2 separate regions of the Gossypium hirsutum genome follow, and region 2 is linked to region 1. A link is a contact called in public Hi-C data. All regions are on one chromosome and are shown on one strand. Each heading gives the region's core, a stretch centred on a gene start, on an enhancer-like site or on the middle of the called end of the contact. The rest is flanking DNA. Distances are from core to core; before and after follow the strand shown. Region 1 holds the start of LOC107954889 (major pollen allergen Lig v 1). Region 2 holds the start of LOC121219503.

Region 1 (5,800 bases), core at 1,424-3,923:
AAGAAAGCATCTCTAGATTCACATATGGAATAATCATGCAAAGACATAAATCTATGTGGAGCACTGTTCAAAGCATAACCAACAAAAAATAACATCAATAGTTTTAGACCCAATAGTGTTCTGTTTAGAAATAGGTATGCCTACTTTTGCTAGGCACCCCCACGCTTTCAAGTATTTTTTTATTAAGGGCATAACCTTTCACAATTCGTATGGGATACAATCTAATTTTTTATGAGGCACTCTATTAAGGATGTGATTCGCAGAGAGTACGACCTCCACCCACATGTGATCAGGTAAACCAGAACTAAGTAGTAAATTATTCATCATTTCTTTTAGATTTTTGTTTTTCATTTCAGCTATGTCAATTTGTTGTAGAAAATAGGGAGCTCAAAATTCATATATAATTTCATCTTTCTCACAAGCCTCTTTAAGGCAGTTAGTGTCATACTCGCCCCCTCTTTATAGAATTTTCTCTAAAAGTAATTTGGGAAAAATCGACAAATTTTATAAAGAAATCGCGAATAGAAAGCAAAAGAGAAAAATGTTTTTCAGAGAAGGTTGTGTATCTGTTGGGTGCGAAAAAAGAGAAAATTAACCATCTATTTAAACTAGTAACAGAATGACAAAACGGTAAAAAAAAAAGAGCAATTTTGTAAAAAACCCATAATAATATTTCCAACAATATCTCATAATTGTTTTCTTCCGTTCATGGAACAACTTGAAGAAATGATTCCAAGGTTTCTATCCAAAAAATAATAATAGAGATATAGAGAAGGGTGGCATGCTTTATGATGAATTAAAATAAGGCATAGTATTTGTTTAATGGTTGATTGGAGTATAAACTAATCGCATGCTTCTTAGTTATAGATTAATTATAATTGGTAATTTTTATTCACTTACATAATTTGTTTGTGGCAAAAAAAATGAAAATTTTTTTGTTTGTTTTGAAAAGGTTTATTTTTATACGAATTTTTACCCATATTTCTAACTACATGTTTAAATTTGAACTAAATATTTTTTATTTTATGTACTATTTTAAAAAATATGTGGTAAATATTTTTTTTCAGGTGTCTATTATTAATACATGAAATTCTGAAATATAAAACTCCCATTACATTATTCAGATCAAGATTCTCCATTGAATGCTTAGACCACTTTAACTTTCAACTGGTAGACAAAGGGAATGGAAATAGAGTATTACATGAAAACTAGTGAACTAATATCATATAGGAGTAGGACAGAAAGTAAGAAGTGATTTCAATAGCCATTTTATACCCATTAATTAATATCAGAGAATTAGTTGTCTAATTCCTTCCAGGAATGGGTGGAAAAGGGAGCCCTGGAAGGGGTGGCAGAGGGGGGAGTTGAGGTAATGGTGGGAGATTGGGAAGCAGTGGGCTTGGCCGTGGTGTTGCAGGGTCTTCAAGCGGAGGTGGAAATATGGGATAGTTTGGTTGCTCAAAATCCAAGGTGTGTGGGGTGTTGTATTCCTTAGAGTCTGCAACAACACTTGGTTTTTTGTTGCATAGATTTGGCAGTTTCAATGGCTTGAAACTCAGAAACCCAGCTGAGAAAACCTTAGTTCCTTGCTTTGTTGACTTGAGATGGAGTGATGATGATGTTGAAGATGAGGCCACTGCACAGTATGGCTCACTGCTTCTCACAAGTTTCACTGAACATCCCTTGACTTTCTTCACATGTTTGGTAACTGAGAATGGCAAACGAACTTTGAATTCTCCCTGCTCGTTGGTTTTCGCAACTTGTCGAAAACTCGGCCTCGAATCCCCATCTTTACATTCCACTGCAACTGATGCACCTGCAGAAACAAAATTTCAACCAAGGAAACATATTAAAATGTTAGCCTATAACAGATGAAAATCACTAGTAGTGAAAACAGCAGACCTGAAATAAAGTGATGGGCCTTTGAGAAATCTTGTTGGAAACAAATGTCACAGTATACAGTTCCAGAAGCAACAGCAGAACGTAGCTTATGTCCATGGCTAGCCTCTGAGAGATTATTGATTGCTAAACTAAGCAGCAGCGGTACTAAGGAAAACCAACTCATTTTCATCCTTCTAATCTCTTCAAATAACTCTCTTTTTGGGGTTCTGATTTAATACCCTGAACTTTGATAAACTTTTATAGTGTAGCCTATCAACCTTCTTTATATCGTTCATGCAAAAACCAGTGAACTGTAAAGTGGAAGCAATGCATTCAGGTTTAATTTCTTCCACCTCCAAAACAGCTCAAAAGGAATGAATGTATGATTTAGAAACTAGTAAAACTTTGATGGCTGGGAATTATAGTTACAATTTATTGAATTGGTTCCTTTGAATTTGATGTTATAAATTCAACAGTATGGGATAGTTGGACTGGTTCCTGCTTGTTCACGAGCTGCTTACAGCAGCCGTAGATATCATGTGCCAATGCCATGAATAATATGAGCTCAGTATTCATGGAATCACATTTCAAACTACTTTTTGCAATTAGGAGACAACAAACCGAAAATTTATATTTTTTTTAATATTTGAACCGGAATTTGCTTAATCGAATATTATCCGAACCAAAATCAAAGTAAATTTAGATATGGAATATTCCAGTGCTTGTATCTTTCAAAAGAAAATCAAAATAATCTACTCAAAATCATTAAATGTGAACTATTTGAAAGAAAAAGACAACCAAAATTAAAATGAAAACTTCTGAATCATAGGTGAAAAGCAAGCTATATTCTGGCAGATGATCACTTAACAAATTGGCAAAAATCTCTTTACAACACAGAAAGGTAGCTTAAGTTTTTACAGCCATTTCTTCTGGGAAATTCAAACCATACTACTACATACAAATACAGGGCTTTAGTGTAAAAAAAAAAAAAGTGATACCCAACCATTGAACAAAGGAGAATGAATAATTAACAATAACAGTTCACAAAACTTCCTTATCATAAAATGCAAGAAGTTGCTTCACGTGAGAATGCCAGGCTCCAACATTTTGTCTGTCAACTGTGACCCAATCTACAACAGTTGATGCCGGTTGCTCCCACCACTCGTCCAGCTGTACCCACAATGTTCAATCCCAAGGCAAATATAATAAGATGTTGATGTTTCAATAGTCTTACCCTATGTTATATCTAGACTCAAACATGAGTAGCGGATAGAAGTATGCGTACAACACATGTTCAATTTTTTTTCCTAAATTTTTTCATATATATGGAAGATCATACTCCTATACCCATATCCAGGTCTGTGTCGCACACATGTTTAACACTGGTACTTTAAACGAAATAGTGAGTTCAAATAACAGACCTTATATGTTGACATAAACAAGTTTAATCCCCAACTAGAGATGGCGATATGATGGGGTAGTTTTTTGCTCACCCCTACTCTGACCATATTTTTAAACCTCCCGTCTCCAAACTGATCTTATTAAAAAATTTAATACCCAAGTTTAGGGTTTAGGGTCCCAAACCCAATCCCAAAATACTAAAATTCCCCTACTCTCAAACACGACCAAACCCGAAGTATTAAATAATTTTGTATATTATATTACTTTTACAAGATTAAATAAAATACAGATTATACAATCTTATAAAAATAAAAATATCTACCTAAAATATATAAAAAAAAAGAGTTAAAATTCATATAATCTTATTTCAGTTTAAAAAATCTAACTAAAATATATAAAATTAATTAAAATTAAAAAAGGGTATTTTGGTATCCCACCCCGCCCCAAACCCAATTTTCAAGAAAAAAGCCCCTATCAGGTCGAATCAGTCAAAACCCGTCAGGTTCGAGTTAATTTGCCATCCCTATCCCCAAACCCCTTTCCCATTCTCACTTCTCTTATCACCAGAAATAAATAAATAAACAAACAAATAGGTCATAGTTGCAGCCAGAAACATAGTCTGCAATCAAACAACCAGTCTATCTCAGCAACCAACCTCACTCCAACTCACAGCTCCAGCTCGCACTCTTGCTTACAGAAAAACCAATCATTTCTTTCTTTTTACAAGATTAATATTCGAATGGGTTGAATATAAAACAGAAGAAAACAGTAGAATATGCATACACGTAGCAAGAGATCTAATGATATGACCAGCAAAACGATAACACCATTACTTACCAAACCCCTGACATATTTGCAGTCCTCCAAGCACTTCTGAGCATTCAAAATTGCAGTTTTAAGTTCAGGTAGCCATTTCTCTATGACAATCTTATCTTGCTCAGCTGCCAAATTCAAACAATAATTTGTTGTCCTGCATCATTTGGCAAGAAAAACCATATCATAATTAATCAAAAGGACAAAATGACTAAAATGTAACACAAATTATGATGTAATATGAAAGTAAACCCATATAGTTTGCTACATTTAACCCAAAATTGGATTTTCATTTTTAATTATTTAAAAGTAATTTTTTCTTTTGTATCCAAGTCCACTTTTGTTTTTTTCTTTGAAAAGCAAATGCAACTATAAAAGCAACCATATGATTCCGAAGAAAGAATAGGCAAATCAATTCTAGATGAAGCACTATCTGCTTATACAAATTATCAGAGGGAAAAAAAGATAAACAGATTGCTTTTATATAATTGTAACTTCCAAGTAGGCAGAAACAGTAATTCATTACCTTGCATATTCTTGTTGAGCACGGTAAGCATGGTTCAATAGTGCATGACCACTTTCAACAAGATCCTGTCGAATATGGACCAAATTTATTGCCTTTGCCAATTCCTCCAGGACACTAGCCTCAGAACCACGAAGCTTCAAACAGAACTCCAGAGACTCTAACACTGATGCCAAACCAGCATCCGAACCCTCCAAACCTAACCATACAATGTCATTAGATTGAAAACAATTCTTACTGAAAGAAAGAAATTTAAAAGGGCTTCAGATCATTCAAAACATCCTCAACCAAGCAAATAAATTGAACTTCCAAGTGTTAGAAGGCATTTTGAAAGGAGAACTCTTTGGGTAATAACCAAATAAGTTCTTATTGTTTTTGGTACAAACCAAAAATGCAATTTATTCAACCTCAACTGTCAATCAAACACCCCTCAGCACTGTAACAAATCAATTCAAAACCACAACCGGTGCCACTATGGATCTAGTCGGCTTTATTGGAGACCTCACCAGCAGGGTATTGAAGAGCAGCAGAAACACGACATATGGATGGAATTGCCGAAGGATCCCTGGCACCAGCCCTTGCAGTCAACAATGCAGCATTTTTCTCTGCTGCAGCCACAGTTTCGGGTCCTGTAGATCCATTAGCACCCATGGACTCTAGAAGAGCCTGATGTGGAAATAAGGAACAAAAAAAAGAGGCATGTAAATGAATTTTCCAATATATTGAAAATAAGATAAAGAATTCAATACTAAACTAAATTTTCATCAGAGCTGGGCACAGAAGAGAAATAAGGAATGATACACACATATATAAAGGTCTTCCACTTAAGTTAAAAAACAAGTAAAAGTTTTGAAGGATGCAGGAACTATAATTACATGATACAAGCAAAGAAGTCTTATGTTTTAATATTAAGCCTACAAAGAAATTCTCCAGGAGCTCAAACCTAAGTTACTTCAACTCTATTTTTCTTTATGTGTCCAACATATTTTCAGACATGGGTATGTAGTTAGAATCCTACAAATACTTGGAAAATTTTGAAAAAAAAAATTAATAATAATATCAGCGCATACCGATATTGGACACTCACAACCGAGTCAGAGTAACATAGGCTCATAGAATTTTGTTTCAGAAAATTTACATCTAATGTATATTGTTGAGAAAGATAAATAATTCAGTTGATTT
Region 2 (5,800 bases), core at 2,394-4,893, 170 kb after region 1:
AATATATTAGTTTACATAGAGTTGTGGGTCAGCATTAGAGGGGTCTTAATGAAAGCAGTGGGCATAACTCGGTAGATTTGCATATCCATCCACTCAACGACATGATCATCATATAGGGAGAATTGGGTAAAAAAGAAAAAGGAAAAAGAATGGCCACAGCTTCACTTGAAGCTGAAAAGCTTCTAAAATACAGACGAATGAAGTGAATGTGAGCTGTCGCTTCTTCAACAGTGGCTCATTACTTTTGGGATATTGTGATTAAAATCGAATTCAACCTAGAATAGAATATTATTAATTTGTGATGGAAAAATAAAACATGCTGGAAAGTGGATAATAATCATGTCATAATCATATATATCTACAAGTTTTGTTTTTCAGATGTTACAAGATATGGGGCTGCAATGATTATATCTGAATTTTCTTTACCACACACACACAAAAAAAAAGGGCGGGGGGGGGGGGGTTCTTGCCATAGGCAAAGTTAGTGGTACAGGCAAGGATCTCAGTGCATCAGACAGAAAACTTGAACTGAAGAAACAGTGCAAGCTAAGCATGTGTTAGAATAATTGGTAATGTGCTTACATATGCAATAGGATAAGCAAAGAAAACCCCATTTTTGTTCCCTGCTTATTCAGAGGAAACAGACAACATTTGACTAATTTCTTAAAAAAAAAAAAACTAACTTCAAGCAGTAAATAAAGCAGCAGCTCCCTTGTGGTTTGATCCATGAGGCTGTTCAGTTTGAAAAGTATGTATCCTAAAATGATTATACCAGGAGATTAAGATTTGAAAGTTCGTTTGAATCTTGAGATGGGATTTATGGCATTGAAGAGGGCTAGAACCCATTAAGGATGAATCAGTCTCCGTATCTACCAAAAAGTATATTCAAAGAGCACTAGTAGTGAATACAAATTTGACTACGGAAAAAAAGAAGAAAAACTTTGAGTTTGGTTTAGGTATTGGCAAGAGGTTTTAAAAGAGTACTAGTGTGTAAATGAGACACTACTTGCTAGCTACTCAGATTCAACTAAAAAAAAAACTCGAATTCAATTAAATTATTGTTGAACATGAACTTCTATCATTAAAACTTGATCAAACTAGTGCAATGCTTTAAGCCTTGAATTTCAAGTTGAACTTGAGCTTGGCTCGATTATACCCTAGCAAGGTGCAGTATGCATGACAAAACATTATTTATTTACACGTTAAGAATTTCAAGTTTCTATACTCTGATGGTGAACTAGTCATAGCATGCTTAGAAATGGTGCCAAGCAAGAAAATAGTAATATATATATATATAGCAGAAAATGGTTAATTATCAATTCCAGAGGTTAGCAGATGGAGAAGGCATTAAGCAAAAAGGAATGGTTCCGCAGCTTTACTTTAGTGGACTTGAATACAATTAAACAAGCTTTCCTTGTCTGTCACAATCCTTAAACATTGCCACCAGGAAATATAAGACATTCATCATAACATTGGTATAAATAATGAAACACATAAATAAAAGCCACTTTCACAAATCTACACCTACAAGTGCATTCAAGCCTCAGGCTCTTCGGTGTCCTTAAAATATTTGTGCCCAACAACAGGGTTTAACATATTTTTGGACATAAGTATAGAAGCATGACCCTCTAAATATATGGAAACATAGAAAAAAATCGGACGTGCCTGTGTCGGGCATATCCATATATGACATCCAACTCTGACACCAATGTCTTAACACATATCCATATAAAAGCAGCAGGATTCATAAGACATCATTATAACTATGTGATTGATAAATAGCACCAGTACAAGTTGAGGTCACTGTCACAAATCTCCACCTCCTATAAGTGGATTTACAAAATCCAGTGTATTAGGACCAAAAAAGTTCTAAATACAATGGCTTTAGGAAGACAGCTAATGATCATATCTTAAAAACACGAGCATAAGAGTAAAAATGTCTTCCATGGCATGATCGAGAATCAACTAGTAGATGTATTAGAGCAATCAGGACAACTGAAGTGACCCCTAGCTTGACATTTTGTACATCCAACAGATTTTACCTTAATCTCCTCAGACTGATACAGACTATCAATTAGGTTGAAACTGAATGACCCATTTGCTTTGATTAATCCAGTTCCTCTGCATCTTGAGCATGCTATCATCCGTAGATCACCACATCTCTTGCACAAGCCCAATGAACTGCAAGTTTACAAAGTTAAATATCAGCTTGTGCAACCGTGTAGATCACATCAGTCAATGAAATATATCCTGGCAGTTCTCTTTTTCCTAGCAAAGTTGAATAAAAGTTGGGAACCTCATGATATTGGATAAGACATATTACCTACCTTAATACAATAAAGTTGATGTGCAACTTGGTTTAGAAAGAGATAGACTTAATTCATTCACTTGACAATGATTCTAGACCTTCACCCCTTTTTGCCCTAAGCCATTCCTAGCTTAATCCTTAAGTTTATCCTCAAAAAAACCAAAAAGGCAACCTTTATATGCATTCCATTCTAGGCATCCAAGTTTTCCTAAAATAAGTGAACTATAAGTACTACAGCAAGATAACTACATCACAAAGAGGAAAGCCAAGCTGATGATTCCAAAAGCATTATACTTAAATTTAGTCTAGTACTTCAGGGCCATTTCCTTTTTTTGTTCCAAAGGAGATCATAACTTGGAGATAGGGGAAGGTATTGCGGATTTCAGAATTTGACCTCTAAACCTGCTAAACATTACCTCTTCAAAGTTACCGCATGAACCAACTAGGATAAATCCTAGTACAACATGAGTAAAAGACAATAAAAGACATTGGTCAACAACTCCACACAGATGCCATTTTCTTTTGTTACCTAAGAATAGCTTACACCACAAGAATTTTGTGGATGGGGAGATATTTTCACATAACTCTAGGTAAGGCAGTGCATTTGTTTGAGATAGAATCAATCACAAAGAACAGAAATCAAACATGAAGATATGGCAATCATTTTATAAAGAATCAAAATAACCCCACAATTAAAATCAATCCTAATATACAAGGCATTGCAATTTTAAATTGAATTAAAGTACAATGATAGCTTTCCTAATGTCCAAAGGACATCCAAGTGTAAACCAACAAAGTGAACAACAACAACAGCTAAATCAAAATAACTTAAGGTATCACAACTGAGAATTCATCAACCAAACTAACAATCAAATTACCAAATTTTACTCATACCCAGTAACAAAAATGTTAACTTTTTCGAAGTTTCAAAACTTGTAAAAAAAAAACTGAGTTTTACTCACAAACTCAAAAAAGAAAAAGAAAAAAAATGATTCAAACTTGGAAACACAGCAAAAAGAAATGGGTTTAAAAAAGTTGCAATTACCTTCTCTGAGAAGCAGAAATGAAAGCATCAACTTTGGGGGCAGCAATTGTAGCACATAGTAACAAAGTGCCAACTCCAAAGCCTGCAACTTCGCTTGCTGTTATGTGTTCCATTATTCGTACGTTTCTTCTGTTCAGATATCTTAAACCTTATCGATTCAATCGGTCACCCTGCAGTTTTGAAATGTCCTTCCTTTTTTTAAAAAAATACTATTAACTATTTTATTGATCGTCGGAGGCCTATTAGCTCAGCTGGTTAGAGCGTCGTGCTAATAACGCGAAGGTCGCAGGTTCGAGACCTGCATGGGCCAATTTTTATCTTTTTTTATTTAGTGTGCTTGGGCCAATAAGTTCTGAACTTTTGGTTATTGATTTCTAGCCGAAAGCCCATCTAATTGTTCAAAACTTCTAATTTTCATTGGTAAATTATTTTATTATAAATAAAATTTACCTCATACTTTTAATTCTAATCATATATGTTTTAGATAAATTAATTTTAAATAAATAAAAATTTTAATTTTAATATATCATTTTATTTTTATTACTATTTCATAAAATTTTTAAAATTTCATTTTTTTCTATTAATAATATTTATCTAAACTTTAATTTTATTAAAATATTATAATTTTAATTTTTTAAAACATTTTTTTTGTAAATTTATGTGATAATAAATAAAGAATTAATGTTTATATTAAAATTTTATATTTTCAAACTTATAATTTTTACTATCCTTAAATGAATAAATAAATTTATTCTTATGAAATAAACAATAAATTTGATTAATTAAAAAGGATTAAATCTTATATTAAACTTCCTTATTTTCATAATTTTAAGATTTTATTGATATTAAAAATAAAAAATATATATAACTTGATATGATTTGTATATAAAACAAACTTTACATGCTAAATATAAATTTGTTGATAAATAATTTTTCTTATAAAATATATAAGTTTCTTTTATAAGGGAAATGGATAGAGAGTTAAAAAATTAAACACAACATTTAATGTCAACCAAAATATTCATTTAAAAGAATCTCTTACTATTACATTAACATAAAATATAATATATTAGATGTTCACAAATATAATAAAACTACAAAAAGTCACATGCTAAGATATGATAGCAAATGGGAACCTGTTTTCATTTTACTTCAATTTTTTTTTTTAAGTTTCAAATCAGTCTTGATTTGATTCTGAGTTACTTTAAGAGTTTTGAATGCTCGATTAATGTCTGGTTTTGATTGTAAATCTCATTATACTTGTATTAATGTCATTTAATAGATTTATTGATTATTTATGTCGAATCTTTGAATGATAGTGATATTTAACAGTTGTAATACCTTATAGCTCGGGTTAGGTGACCAAGTTAGGTATAATGATAATATATATTAAATTAAAAAAAACCATATTTGAACCTTGAAGATAGTGCTGTTGAGAAGGACAACCATAAAATTTGAAAGGGTTAATCTGTAACACCCCATACCCGGCCTAGACTTTATGGTCGGATCACGGAGGTTACATCGTACTAGCAAAAGAAATGATTGTATAATTTTGAAAGAACTTAGGCGTGAGCTTTAAGCCCAGTGTGTAATTTGGCCCATAATTTCAATATAGGTAATCATAATCATCAATTTGTCTCACAGCATATCAGATTTCATATCAAAATATATCTTATTAAAACATAACATATTGTATCATATCATATCATTTCGTAACATAGCGTAACATATCATAACATATCATATCCTACCCCCATCCACTACACACCATCTCTATCCAACCAATCACATCATATAGGACTACTAGAGTCCATCCATCCAATCACACCAATAGGTGGTGGTGTGCCACTCATATAATTGCAGCTGAGCTGCTATACATAAATATGCGGTCTAGCTGCCATAATTGCAGTATATAGCACTTCATCATATCATAACCCACCTCAAAACACAAACAAAACCATAATCATATATCTTACTTACATATATCATAAATCATATGGCATGTATACTTACATATTTTCATACAAATCATAACATAGCACATGATTTAATGGTAACATTTCATACCTAACATACCTTCTAAGCTTATCCGTATACTTTTACGTATTGAAACTTAGGCCTGTTCGGCCCTATATGATGTCTACGTACCCAAATTTTGAGTCCCTCAAACAACCCTTAATCGGGCTTTAAAATTTAGCAAAAAGGTTCACACAACCTCAATAACTAGCCGTGTGGAACTACAAGGTTTCACACGGTCGTGTGCTCCATACGGCTAAGCCATATGGACTGCAAAAACACACACGACCATGTGGTCATTAGGTAGTTTCGAAACCATCCCCTATTTTCACAATTTTTTTCGAATTCTGATAAGCTTTTTGAATTAGATCACAGACCTAATAATGAAATTGATCACTCATAGATTTGAAACTCACGAAACCACTCGAATA

What was found. Hi-C and Micro-C count contacts between places; a contact is called where the count stands out from the background.
Region 2: a Hi-C map of leaf shows a contact between it and region 1, with 2.1 times the contacts expected there. The contact joins the promoter of LOC121219503 here to the promoter of LOC107954889 in region 1. A contact is called at or near these places in 2 of 34 Hi-C or Micro-C datasets (both in leaf).

Annotation. Positions count from the first base shown.
Region 1 is chrD07:47,586,401-47,592,200 of Gossypium_hirsutum_v2.1, forward strand. It overlaps LOC107954889 (major pollen allergen Lig v 1), which reads right to left and starts at 2,674. Exons shown (of 2, transcript XM_016890574.2): 1 at 1,903-2,674; 2 at 1,048-1,816. The coding sequence starts at 2,071. The coding sequence ends at 1,305. LOC107954890 (AUGMIN subunit 5) reads right to left here. Exons shown (of 10, transcript XM_016890575.2): 7 at 5,125-5,284; 8 at 4,622-4,817; 9 at 4,120-4,252; 10 at 2,708-3,051. The coding sequence ends at 2,923.
Region 2 is chrD07:47,758,437-47,764,236 of Gossypium_hirsutum_v2.1, forward strand. It overlaps LOC121219503, which reads right to left and starts at 3,644. Exons shown (of 2, transcript XM_041097773.1): 1 at 3,354-3,644; 2 at 1,744-2,181. The coding sequence starts at 3,466. The coding sequence ends at 1,962. TRNAI-AAU (transfer RNA isoleucine (anticodon AAU)) reads left to right here and starts at 3,590; the gene lies at 3,590-3,663.